2 separate regions of the Mus musculus genome follow, and region 1 is linked to region 2. Evidence: chromatin contacts called from public HiChIP or PLAC-seq data. All regions are on one chromosome and are shown on one strand. Each heading gives the region's core, a stretch centred on a gene start, on an enhancer-like site or on the middle of the called end of the contact. The rest is flanking DNA. Distances are from core to core; before and after follow the strand shown.

What was found. HiChIP or PLAC-seq counts read pairs in DNA pulled down with a chosen protein or histone mark.
Region 1: a contact with region 2 is called in an H3K27ac HiChIP or PLAC-seq map of the HPC-7 cell line, with 6 times the contacts expected there. The contact joins two enhancer-like sites. A contact is called at or near these places in 1 of 15 datasets of contacts at CTCF or cohesin (CD8 T cells), 3 of 484 Hi-C or Micro-C datasets (embryonic stem cells, erythroblasts and nephron progenitors), 2 of 115 datasets of contacts at active chromatin or transcription factors (CD8 T cells and the HPC-7 cell line) and 3 of 9 other capture datasets (adipose tissue, liver and pancreatic islet).

Annotation. Positions count from the first base shown.
Region 1 is chr1:191,199,526-191,203,077 of GRCm38.p6, forward strand. No RefSeq gene overlaps it. Among named protein-coding and RNA genes, the nearest start is that of Atf3, 18 kb to the left of the region's middle. Within about 2 kb of position 1,871, at least 61 of the 459 cell types and tissues checked have an H3K27ac peak or open chromatin away from gene starts, as enhancers often do. A contact at or near this core is called in the HPC-7 cell line, adipose tissue and erythroblasts, where this site is marked.
Region 2 is chr1:191,124,479-191,127,876 of GRCm38.p6, forward strand. It overlaps Gm46178 (a long non-coding RNA gene), which reads left to right. Exons shown (of 3, transcript XR_001779634.1): 2 at 287-294; 3 at 841-850. Among named protein-coding and RNA genes, the nearest start is that of Gm46178, 5.3 kb to the left of the region's middle. Within about 2 kb of position 1,648, at least 89 of the 459 cell types and tissues checked have an H3K27ac peak or open chromatin away from gene starts, as enhancers often do. A contact at or near this core is called in the HPC-7 cell line, adipose tissue and erythroblasts, where this site is marked.

The sequences.
Region 1 (3,552 bases), core at 621-3,120, 75 kb after region 2:
CAGGGTTTTGTCACACCAGACAAGCCCCTGACCAACCGAGCTACATCTCCAGTCCTGTTCAGACCACTGTCTTCTGGGATTTTCCCATTGTCAAGACTTCATGGTCTTCCTAGAAGCAAGCTTCTCCATGTGGAAGGGCTCACCTGACTACAGCTTACAAAGGAAGCCACTGAGGCAGGCACCTTTATTGATTCAGACTGAACACTGGTGTCATCACCTCTTTTTCATCCCACATCTGAGTCTCATTGGGTCAGCAAAGGCACCTTCCTTGACTCTGTTTTGCCAAATTAAAGATCATTGTTGTTGTTGTTGCTGTTATTAAAGTCACCCATAGGCTCTTCCCTCCACGTAAGCCTGTGCCTGTGCCTGCCAGTGTCCACAGGGACAATGAGCTGGAGCTGAGGGTTCACTGGAGCTGAGGTTACAGGTGGCTAAGAGGCTCTAGGCATGGGTGCTGGGGTCTGAACTCACTTCTCTCAAAGAACAGCAAGTGTTCCTACTGCTGAGCCATCTCTTCTGCCCCCTGAAATAACCTGTGCACTTTGCTGAATTGATAGCATAGCTTTGAATGCGCATCTTCCACTTTGTACAGCTCTGCTGGCACTTCTGGTTTGCTGCCATCTGCCCATCCATACTTTCTGCATTCATGTGCTATTTTCTATTGTGTTTACTTTGCTTTGAGTCAGACTCTCATTCTGCGGTCAGGCTGGTCTCAAGCTTACTATGTAGCTGAGCATGTCCTCAAACTCACAGGGAGCCTCCTGCCTCAGCCTCTTCGGTACCGGAACTATAAGTGTGTGTCACCATACCCAGCTCAGACTATAATTTAAAACCTTTTATGTAAAAAACCTGCTTAGTGTTACTTTTGTTGTTGTTTTTGAGACAGGGTCCCACTATGCAGCCCTGGCTTGCCTGGAACGGCTGGTTTTGAACTCAAGACGACCCTCCTGTCACTGCCTCCTTAGGTCGGGGATGACATGTGTGCATCGCCAAGCCTGGTACAAGATTAATCTCGACTGGACTTAGAATCACTATCCTAGCAAACCTGGCTCATCCGAGAGAAGTCTCTAGTTAAATAAACTGAAGTGGGCAGGTTCACCTTAACTGTGGGCGGCACCTGTGGGCGGCACCATCCCATATGCTAGGTTCTAGACTAAACATAAAAGGAAGAGAGCTGAGCATGAGCACTCATCCCTCTGCTTCCTGACAGAGGACGCAGTGTGACCGGCCACCTCACGCTTCTGCAGCAGGGGCCTCCCATAAGGGATTAGATCCTTCAAACTGTGAGCCACAATACCAGCCCCCCCCCACACACACACACACCCTAGGTGCTTCCCTCAGGTGTTTATTCACGGCAATGGAGAAGTAGCCTGGGCTCAGTATAATGGTTTGTATATGCTCGGCCCAGGGAATGGCACTATTAGAAGGTGTGGCCCTGCTGGAGTTGGTGTGGCCTTGTTGGAGTAGGTGTGTCACTTAAAGCGTGGCCTTCAAGACTCATCCTAGCTACCTGGAAGTCAGTATTCTGCTAGCAGCCTTCAGATGAAGATGTAGAACTCTCAGCAGTTCCTGTACCATACCTGCCTGGATGCTGCCATGTTCCCGCCTTGATGATCATGGACTGAAACTCTGAGCCTGTAAACCAGCCCCAATTGAATGTCCTTATCAGAGTTGCCTTGGTCATGGTGTCTGTAGAACAGCAGTAAAACTCTGACCATGCCACTCAGTCTTTAGTTGAAGGTGTGGGGGACTTTAGAAGGGAAAGGCTGGATCCTATTTACTGTTGCCTGGCCTCTGCTGTGGTAACCTACTTGTATGTCAGCAGTGTGTCTGAACATCATCTGCGAGCTTCTAAGCACGTGGCTTGGTCACAAGAGGCCTCGTGGATTGCATCATGGAAGCAACCTCAACTTCTGCAAAAGTCTGTCTGCAACTGTGTGCCTGTTGTTTGGAAGCAAAACACTCTGAGGTTTGAGTTCATGTCAAGCTGTCCAAAGTGCGCTTAACTCAGACAACGCTTATGGATACAAATATCCCTTATTTATTTTGTGTTTATCCACAAACACTACTGAACACCAACTACGTGTGCTTTGACTTACAGTATCGCCGTATAATACATCACTCTCCTCAGGTTTTAACTTCCATTGCTTTCTACCTTCAAAATCTCAGTTCTTTTTGTATTTTTTTTTCTTGCAGAGACAGGTCTCATACAGCCTAGGACAAAGTCACTGTGTAGTTGTGGATGGCCTTGAGTCATCAACCTGCCTTCTCTTCTGGTGTGGGGGACCACAACCATGTGCCCCCATACCCAGGGTCTTCCCTCTGTCTGAGACGTAATATTCTTTCTCCTAATTCACTTATTCTACCTTAAGAGAGAAAAAAAAGGCAAAGTGTGTGCCAGTATCAGTGAAAGCACTCATTTGTCACAGACAGAAAAAGCCCCAATATGTTCTGCTCTACCCAGAAGGCTCCTGCCCCGTGGTCTAGCCCCAGGGTCATCACAAAACGACATTATTATGTTTTTCTAAGGGAGCCGAGAAGACGGCAGCAAAATTGGGAATTGGGTCTTCCTCAACAAACCTCTCACCACTGTCAGGAACAAACAACCACTTTTGAAGACTCACCACCCAAATTGCCTAGCTTTTGTCTTGCCGTAAACTCATGAGGAACTTGGTACATGCTTGACGCTTATTTCCCTGTGCCTCAGTTTATGTCTGGCTTAGCATGTACTCTAAGGTGGTTCTAGGCAGGTGAGTCATCCAGAATGACAAACTCACCCTGATATAGTCATTCATATCTTTATTGCACTTTTAAAACTTTGCTTGTGTGTATATGCTGTGTGCATGTATGGCCCGTCCCTGCTGTCTGCCCCCTACTGTCCCAGCACTGGAATTACAGGCAAAGGCCACCACAACCAGGTTGTTATGTGGTTCTTTGGGATCCAAACTCAGGTTCTCGTGTTTGTCCTGTAAGCACTCCACCCACTGAGCCACGTCCCATATTCATTCATTCATTCATTCATTCATTTATTCATTTATTCATTCATTCGCTTCTTAGGCTCGGTTTTCATAGCAATACCTAGTACCTGCCTGAAGTCATAGTCTGGTGTTAAAAATTACTGCTCAACCGGTGTTCAGAGAGAGCTAATGGGAGGTTTGACTGCGTTGAACTTTTGTTTTAATGGTGTGGGCGTGTTTCCAGAGTCCTCCACTCCGGGATGAGCTTCTCCCACCCCTAAGTCTTTTAGAACTTCAGTTTTGTGCATCTCATGGATGTCTTGTCATGTGACAGAAGATGACTCTCAAGACCCTGAGTTTTTTTCTCTAGAGTCAGAGTTAATGGCTATGTCTAAATCAGGTTCTGCAGGAGAATGAGAAACCTCCTCCTGGAGTGTAGGTGTACTGTGGATCTCCTCTCTCCTCCCCGTCTCTCCTCCCCCCTCCTCCTTTCTCCCTCTGCTGGGAATGAGACCAGGGCCTTGTGTATTGTAGGCAAATGCCCTCCCACTAAGCTGTCCTGAGGCCATGGAGAGGCCTGGGGAGATGCTCAGAA
Region 2 (3,398 bases), core at 398-2,897:
AAGGTGGCCTCACACCTCCAACGCTCATTTGCATATGTGGTTGGCTTTATAATGAGCTTCAGCATAGCCCTCTGACAGAATCCAGTGTGACAGATGGCAGCTACCTTTAAGACCCGATTGAGGTTCAAATTGATAGAGCATGAGAGCCAGTGTGTCAGCTGACTGGTCACCATACACAGCACAATTGTACATTGCAAGCTAGACTCAGGGTAGTGCAAAACAGGGTTGCTGAGGGTGGAAGAGACACTAGTGCAGTGGGGAGCTTGCATTCCTAGTGCAGTGGAAGTGGAAGAGGTGGGCCCCAGAGCTAGCTGACCAACCAGTACAGTCTCTTGGGATCCAGCTGGAGATTCTGTCTTAAAAAAACAAAAAACAAAAAAGGCTGGACGGTATCTGAAGATGACAACCAAAGTTGATCTCTGGCTTCTGCATGCATCCATACCCAAGTGCATCTGCAGTCACATAGCACACACACTAGTGCACACCCCCACGCACATCCACATGCCCACCCACACACCCACGTGCATCTTCAGTCACTTAACACACACACAGGCACATAACACACCCACGTGCATCTGCAATCAAATAGCACACACATATACACATGCACATACACGTGCTCACTCATACACCCATGTGAATCCGTAATCACATAGCACACAGACACAGGCACACACCCATGCACACCCATGCATGCATGCACATCTGCAATCACATAGCACACACAAGCACACTCACACAAGCAAACACATACAAGCATACACACACAAGCGCACACACACGTTCTCCCACGCAACCATGTGCATCTTCGCTTTCCCTGTGGGACCCCCTACACAGCAGAGATGAGAGTCCCACACTATCATAAACTGAGTTCTGTTCTGTGCAAACTGCGTTTACAGGAGCGCAGTATCTCCTGTGCTAAGCGGGAACAAAACCTGATGTTTTAACCCTCACCCCGAATCTGTCTGTGTTCTCCTCCCCCCTACACGGGGAGGGGTGTTGCAGTGCTCTTTCCAGAACTGCCTTCAGCAGGGAAGCAGGGAGAGTGCCCTTGCACATCACTGCAAGATGAAAGCAGGAGACAAGAAAGGCTTATGGGCCAACACTGCACTCTAAAGACCGAGCGCCAGGATGGAAAAGGACTTTGGGAGAAAAGGCAGCAGGCTCAAAGCTTTACTCTTATTTGCTTGTTTGTTTGGATATAGAGGGGGTGAAACCCGGGGCTTCATGCATGCTCAAGTTCTCTAAAAATAATCTTTAGCCCATTTCTTCTAATGCATCCTATTTGAAGGTAGATGTGCCGGGCCTTGTGGCAGAGTTTCTTCTTCTGTGGAATTGTGTAACATTTAAAACCCACAGAGATTCGAGCGAGCCCACACATGGAGGCTGCGACTGGGAAAGAGGAAGGAGCTCTGCCCCGGGCGCAGCACCCCTACTTCGAGGCGCAGTACCCCGACTCCCCGAGTGTCGAGAAGTCTGCCTGGACCGGGGCTTGCGCTGCGGCTGAGGTCTGCACCAGCACGGGCCTAGAGGGCGCGTCCGCGGGGAATGGAACAGCGGTTTCCAAGCTCTCGCCCCGTCTACAAGCTCCCCGGTCCTAGAGGTGAGGCTGGGTCGGAGATCAAGCGTAGACCGCACCCGAGAGTCTCTGGCATCGCAGCGGCCCCTGGTGGCTACCGGCGGACAAACCTAACCCAGCCAGAGCCCAGAGGGTGTGTGGCTTGGGTGCCCCAGTCCCAAGCCTCCTGGGTTGGCTTTGTGAACTCCTGTCCCCCACACCCTCCGGCCTCGAACAGGTATAGAGCTGTGAGCCAGAGCCCTGTTTGTGAGTCGTGGCCTCTGACCTGCCCAGGCCTCAGGGTGATCATTTGTGAAGAGTGTTACAGTAAGGCCCTGAGGCAGGTTTACTGCAAAGCACAGTCTGCAAAAATACTTGCAACCTTAGGAATGCAAAATCCTTGGTGATGTCATCACTCAGTAATTACCGCGGGTGGACAGCTGCGAAACTCGTGTTCCACAGGTGATGGAGGCCCTGAGACTATTGCAAAGAAGCAAAGACATCTTACTTTTCAGTTTAACAGACAATCGCAGATCTAAATATTTGTCATATCTAAATAGCTTGGTGTTATATAATCTCAACACTCCAGAGGCTGAGGCAGGAGGATCATACTTAGTTCCAGGCCTGCCCAGCCACATAATGAGACCCTGCCCCGCCCCCAAAACCCAAACAACCAACCACCACCACTACCACCACCATCAACAACAACAACCCCTGAAAACCAGGGACTGGAGAGATAGCTCAGTGGTTAAGTGCACTGTCTGGTTTCTCAGCATCCATACGGTGGCTCACAACCATCTGTAAGTCTAGCCTCTGTGGATCCAATGCCTTCGTCTGGCCTCTGCAGGCACCTGCATGCATGTGGTACATAGACATACATTCAGGCAAACACTCATACACATAAAGTAAAAAATAAATATATTTAAAGAATACCCATAAAACCAAGCACAGCAGGCATGGGAGGGAGATAAGAGGACAAAGAGGCTGGCCTGGTGTATACCTTTAATCTCAGCACGGGCAGGCACAGACAGGTGGATCTCTGAATTCCAGACCAGCATGGTCTGCATAGTGAGTTACATACATGTATGATATTGTAAAAGAATAATTTTTAAATTTATATTTATCTTATGTGCATAAGTGTTCTGCCTATGTATATGTCTGTGTATCATGCACACATGTGTACATGGTGCCTGAGATGGTCAGAAGAAAGTCTTGATCCCCTAAAACTGAAACTATGACTGGCTGTAAGCCAACATGTGGGCCCTGGGAATCAAACCTGATTCCTCTGCAAGAACACCAAGTACTCTTAACTGCCACAGACCGGGCTCAGTCGGCCTCTCTCAATCCGCAGAAATTAGGGGTTCCAGCAGGTGGGCATGGAGTTGGTGAGAAAAGGGTGCCAAATGGACACAGACACAAGGGAGTGTTGTATCTGGATGTAATTTTTCACAAAGCAAACACCAATCTATAATACAGGAAACAAAGGAGTAAGGTGTCACAGCAGGCAAGGTACATTAAAGTATCTGACACAAAACAGAGGAATGCCTACAAAGGACTGACAGGAACCAGGTAATGTTTACAGTAAAGATAAAACAGCCCTGCCTAGAGTCAGCTAATGTCAGGTAAGGATTTCACACCCTAGTCACAATTTATGCTACTCCTTTGAACCTTGTGAAAGCTAGCACCAGGGGCTTCTGCTCTAGCAGACCTTCTCATGAATAATGCAATACCACAACCCCCCTATTTCCTAGGCCTTGGTAAATACTTGCATATGAGAGTAACTTGGCTGTTCCTTTAGGTATCTGTAGGGAATCTCCATTTATCAGAAGAATTCACCAAC